Regions from separate parts of the Rattus norvegicus genome. Here region 1 is linked to region 2. The links are chromatin contacts, called in public Hi-C maps. All regions are on one chromosome and are shown on one strand. The core of a region is the stretch at or near the end of the contact, and the rest is flanking DNA. Distances in the headings are between cores, read along the strand shown. Region 1 overlaps Srebf2 (sterol regulatory element binding transcription factor 2). Region 2 holds the start of Srebf2 (sterol regulatory element binding transcription factor 2).

What was found. Hi-C and Micro-C count contacts between places; a contact is called where the count stands out from the background.
Region 1: a Hi-C map of liver shows a contact between it and region 2, with 2.5 times the contacts expected there. The contact joins the enhancer-like site here to the promoter of Srebf2 in region 2. A contact is called at or near these places in 11 of 12 Hi-C or Micro-C datasets (the A7r5 cell line, the Rat2 cell line, Schwann cells and 6 more) and 1 of 1 datasets of contacts at active chromatin or transcription factors (oligodendrocytes).

The regions. Positions count from the first base shown.
Region 1 is chr7:115,578,159-115,580,858 of GRCr8, reverse strand. The region is part of intron 10 of Srebf2 (sterol regulatory element binding transcription factor 2); the gene reads right to left. Among named protein-coding and RNA genes, the nearest start is that of Mir33, 14 kb to the left of the region's middle. Within about 2 kb of position 1,343, at least 9 of the 93 cell types and tissues checked have an H3K27ac peak or open chromatin away from gene starts, as enhancers often do. A contact at or near this core is called in the A7r5 cell line and liver, where this site is marked.
Region 2 is chr7:115,542,012-115,544,711 of GRCr8, reverse strand. It overlaps Srebf2 (sterol regulatory element binding transcription factor 2), which reads right to left and starts at 1,405. Exons shown (of 19, transcript NM_001033694.2): 1 at 1,178-1,405. The coding sequence starts at 1,265.

The sequences.
Region 1 (2,700 bases), core at 94-2,593, 36 kb before region 2:
AGTCCCTCTGCCTCTCCAGTACAATCATTAACAGTGATCGTAAACTGTCACTTACAGACTCAGGGGTGTTAGCATGGGGTCCACATTTGCTGGTGCTCCCCACCCGGGGAGGCTGTGCAGCCTTTATGAGGTGGGGCCTAGGTGATGGGTGGAAGCTACTGGGGTGGCCTTTGAGGGCTAATATACATCTCCAGATCCAGGCTGCCTCTGCTTCTCTCTGTGGCTGAAAGCTCCCTTTTGCCGCCATGGACTCTACTCTCCAAACTGAGAGCCAAAGTAAACATCTCCTCTTAGTTGTGTCAAAGAGGTGCCAGAGGAGAAAAGAAGTGGCCTTTGTGTTCAGAAAGGTCCAGATGGGCTGCAGGCTCAGCAAGTTCCTGGCTATGTGGTTGCCTGCCTGTCTCTCCTGCTGTCTGGAACTTGGCTTCTGGTTATGTGATTGTTAGGATTAGCGGCTGGGATTGATGGTCACTACATAGAATTCAGGTGTGTGGGTACAGTATTTCCCAAAGCAGTGTCAATAGCATGGCCACATTCTGCTGTAAAGGTCTGAATTTCCAAATAGTCGAAGGGAGAAAAAGAAAACAACACAAAACCCAGTGGCTCTCAGTTTCCTTACCCTCTTCTTACATACGTCACAGGGGGGAAACAGATGGGAACAAAGCTAGTCGCACACACGTGGGATCAGTAGAGTTGGCTTACACTGTGAGGTCAGAGGACAAAGTGCCCCTGGCACAGACCCAAGGACCACTGTAGCTGTTCTGAGCTTTCATTTAATGACCGTCTCTTGCTTTGATCAGCCTTCTGACCTCAGGGCCTCCATGAACTCTCACCCTTACCAGTGAGGGGGTCTTCCTACCCAGCCGCTTTCTTATGAAGAGCATGTGACGCTCCCAGAGGTCACTTGGTATTAGTGTGGGCTGTCTGCTTTCCCCACGAAGCTCTAAGCTTTCCCCTTCAGAGAGAGGACAGAGTACAGTATGAAAGCCATGCTGGGGTCAGCCCTATCCCTTCGGAGGCCCCTAGGTCCCGGAGGAGAGAATGTCCAGTGAATGCAGAGATGGGTGGTGGAAACTGACTGCTCTAGCTGCAACTCTTGAAACTGAGCAGCTCCGTCTCCTGGTCAGAGATTGGGGTGCGGAGTTTGTTCTAAGGGCACCATGAGGGGCAAAAAAACAAGAACAAAAGCGGAACGGCAGGACAGATCTGAGGAGGAGGATATCCTGCTAAAGCTGAAGGCCACAATCTCACCTCCGTTCTAGATGACTAGGTCTACCCCACCCCCACCCAACATTCAAAGCCACAAGGAATGCTTGGTACCCCAGACCACACCCAACAGGCAGCTCTGACTCACCTTACTGCTAGTGGATACAGCAGCAACATCTCTTCAATCCTTTGTCTTCACCCTGCCCCTCTTACCCCAGGGCCAAACTTCTCATTCTCCTCTGACCTTTCACTGCTGTCCCTCTCAGGCAGGTCTGTTTGTTTTTCTGAGACATGCTCTCACCTTGTGCTGCTGGTTGACCTGGAATTCACTCCGTAGACCAAACTGGCCTCAAACTCAATGTCCCATCTGCATCTGCCTCCCCAGTGCTGGGATAAAAGGATGAGCCCCAACGCCCAGCTGACAGTTCCTGTCTTGACTACACTGCCCCACTTGTCCTTTGCATTGCAGACCCCACGGGTCCAATGGCTATTTAGTATTTCTCCTCTGTGCCTCATAGCAACTGTCCAACATACTGCATCATGGCCTGGCTTAGAAAAGGGCATTTCCTCCCATTTCTCTCAGTTCCGTTAGCAAACCAAACTCCTGAACAGGAAACCAGAGACAGCCATTGAGAGCAACACTTTTTATTTTAAACATTTTGTGATGGTTTGCATATGCTTGGCTCAGGGAGTGGGCCTAGAAGGTGTGGCCTTGTGGGAGGAAGTGTGTCACTGTGGGAATGAGCTTGGAGACCCTCCTCCTAGCTGCCTGAGGATGCTCAGTCTGTTCCTGGCTCCCTGTGGCTGAAGATGTAGAACTCTCAGCTCCTCATGCACCAAGCCTACCTGGATTTTGCCATGTTCCCGCCTTGATGATACTGGACTGAACCTTTGAACCTGTAAGCCAACCCCAATTAAATGTCCTTGTAAGTCCCAGCACAACTTGGGGGACTTAGTTTGCTCCTGCCATGGAGTCAATGGGGTTGAATTAGGTCATTATGCTCCGTGGCAAGTGTCTTCCTACCAAATGAGCCACCTTGCTAGTCCTATCTCTTTTTCTTCTTTTTTTGAGACAAGGTCTCATGTAGCTCAGGTTGGCCAAGGATGATCTTGCAGTCCTGAACCTTCCAGGTGCTGGGATTATAGGTATGTGTCCTGGCCATGCTTAAGACTGCAGAGATGGTACTGTGAATAATGCCCATCTTAGAAAAGGGATTGGTTTGTTCTTTGTGACAGAGTTTCTCTGTGGAGTCCTGGTTGTCCTGGAACTCAGATCTGCCTGCCTGTCTCTGAGAGCCGGGATTACAGGCCTGTGCCTCTACGCCTAGGTCCAGCATAGAAATGGTTACGCTCAGTGGTTAAAGAACACCGCTGCTCTTTCAGAAGACCAAGGTTCAATTCTCAGCACCTACATGGTGATTCACAACCGCAGTGTAGGCTGGTGCCTGGTTTAAAGCCATGCAAAATGGCTTCAGTCAAGAGGAGTTCTTGCAA
Region 2 (2,700 bases), core at 156-2,655:
CAGCAAACACCTTCTTCAAACAACTGTTGTCACTTTCTGCCTACACAAGAGAACCTTCTACCTCTTTCTTCACCTGCAAAGTGAGGATGTAGCCATCATATATGCCTGCAAGGTTCTAGATTCTAGATGTAGAAACACTCCATAACTGAGTCATTGCTTAGGAGGAGTTCTGGACTCTCTAAAGTAAGTGACCTTAGACAATACCTCCTGCAAATTTGAGTGATACCTATTCCGTGGGATTGTGGGAGGAATAAATGACTGAGAACTTCAGAAGAGCCCGACTACTGAGAATTACTAGCCTGTTCTTTGGACTTCAAATTCTCAAAGGTGGAGTGGAAAGAAACTAATACTGGCTCAGAAACAGAAAGAACTGGGTTTTGTTAAGCAGCATGATGACCGCGGGCAAGTCTGGGACCCTCTCCAAACCTTCTTTCCCGTGGCTGAAAAGTGAGAGAATTGTAAGAGAGGATCCCTGGGCTCCTACCAGTTCTTCCACTTCGCTGTTAAGGCCGCCGAAACAAAGGCCACCCGCTCCCTAGTCAGTACCCGAGGGGCCACAACTCAAAATTCTTGCAGCTCAACTCCCTTTGCAGTGCGACAGAAGGAGCGCCTGGGTCTCCATGCAAGGCCGCCGCACTCTGCGGTCTCTGTCCACTCCATCAGTAACTTGCTTTTGCAGCTGATGCCCAAAGTTTTCCAGAGCGCCAGGAGACCCGGCTGTCAGTCAATCCCGAAAAGAGCGGGGGCGTGGGGAGCCGAGCCCGGAGCGCAGTCCGGGAAATCCCGAAGCCGCTCCAGTGACCAGGGAGGGAGTGACAGGTGCGACGCCGGACGCCGGCGAAGACCGGACAAACCAGAGAGCGTGTGGGCGCGCGAGGGAGGCGGCCGCCTCGCTTTCTTCTCTGGCAGTATTCGCGACGCCCCCAACCCCGCTTCAGGCCCCGCGGCGCCAGGACTCCTCAGCCACCTGGAGCCCTGAGTCACGACCCGGGCTCAGACTCTGGAGCAAGAAGAACTGGGAACCTCACCGGCAGCCCGGTCCGCGGGTTCCTTCCCGCGCACGCCGGGGCGATCGCGGGGTGGGCGATCGCGGGGTGGGCGCACGCGCACCCGCGAGCGCCGCCGTAACCCCTTCCTCCCCGCGCGCCCCCCACACTCCCACCCAGCCGCCACTCACCGTCGATGTCCCCGAGAGTCAGCTCATCGCCCAGCTCCGTGAGGGTCTCCATGGTCTCCAGACCGCCCAGCTCGCTGTTCTCATCCATCGCCCAGTTCGGCGCAGAGTCCCCCGTGAGGTCCAGCTCAGGGAGACGCGGAGGCGGTACCGCCGCCACCGCCCATGACACCCGACAGCCCCCACCTGGTACCGCCTCACCGCCCGGTGCCAACCGCCGCCATGTTTGAGCTGCGCCCCGACTCCACGGAAGGGGCGGGGCAGAATTCCCCCGCCCCGGGCCGCGCCCACTGCAGCCCCGCCCCGAGCCTCCGCGCCCCCATGTTTGTTGTCAATGGGACCAGGCCTGCATTAGCCAATCGGAGCGCGAAGCGGCTCATGGGGTGATGGCGCGTCATCGATCAGCAGCTCAGATTTGCATAGCGAGACTCCGCCCCTCACGGCTTCCAAGCGCCAGCGGAGAGTAGCCTCCCGGTCCTCGTCCCAGCCTTCCTCTGGTTTAAAGGAGACGCTACTTTTCCGTTGGATCAGTTCCAGGAGCAACTTTGCCAAGAGTCCGGAAGTAGAAGGGTTAAACACAATGCTGTCCAGCGCTACCTCCTACTACCGCCCCCTTTACTCTGCGAGCACATTACGTCATCTCCCCAGTTGTCTCTTTCCCTCCCCCTAGCCCTGGGTAGAATCTTGGTACCCCAACATTCAGGGATAGACTATCCAGACCTTAAGTCACACTTGTCCCATCCGAGACTTAACACGTTCTTGAATCGCCTGAGTGTTGTGAACATTTTACAACTGGCCCTCAATCTTGGAAAACCTCATAAACCTCCAGGCCTTCAGACGAGGTCATTTGCCAAAGCCCACCAATGGGCTCTTGAGGTGAGACCCCACTCCTGCAGTCACCTCACTACATCTTACAGGTGTCGGTCACACTGGACACAAAGGTGCACACTTCCCAGAATGTATCCGAGGAAACAAGGATTAGCGTCCAAAGAAATGCTAGTAAAGTTAAGTACATGTATTCATCACAAAGTTCTCTGTAACGGGAAAACAGCAGCACAGTAAGGCATCAGGTACACAAATTACCTCCAAACTGTGGAATATCAGGGCATCATTAAAAAAAATGATGGAATGGGCATTTTAAAAAGGACTTAAGTGTGTATTGACAGGAAAAAAGGTTTTCATGACAAAATAGGAAGACCTTCCTGTGCGTGAGGCAGTTGTTTTAGGGGTCAGACCTAAAGAAAGCACAGGCTCTGTGGGGAAACTTGCGGATTCAATAATCTACCTTGTGCTCCTGGGCTGGCTAAGCAACTGTTTGTTGATAAGCCTGTTTTGTCATCTTCAAAACAGCATAGGACCACAGTTATAACTTTCACATTTATTTGATGTCTGTGGCAAGCAAACAGCTCTTAACTTCTGGGTTTAAGCTCAGAGTGAAGGTTTCTCCAGTTACACTGTTGCTGCTCTGAAAGGGAAAGACATCCTGGTAGTTAGGAGCCTAGGAATACCACCAAGTCACACTGCAC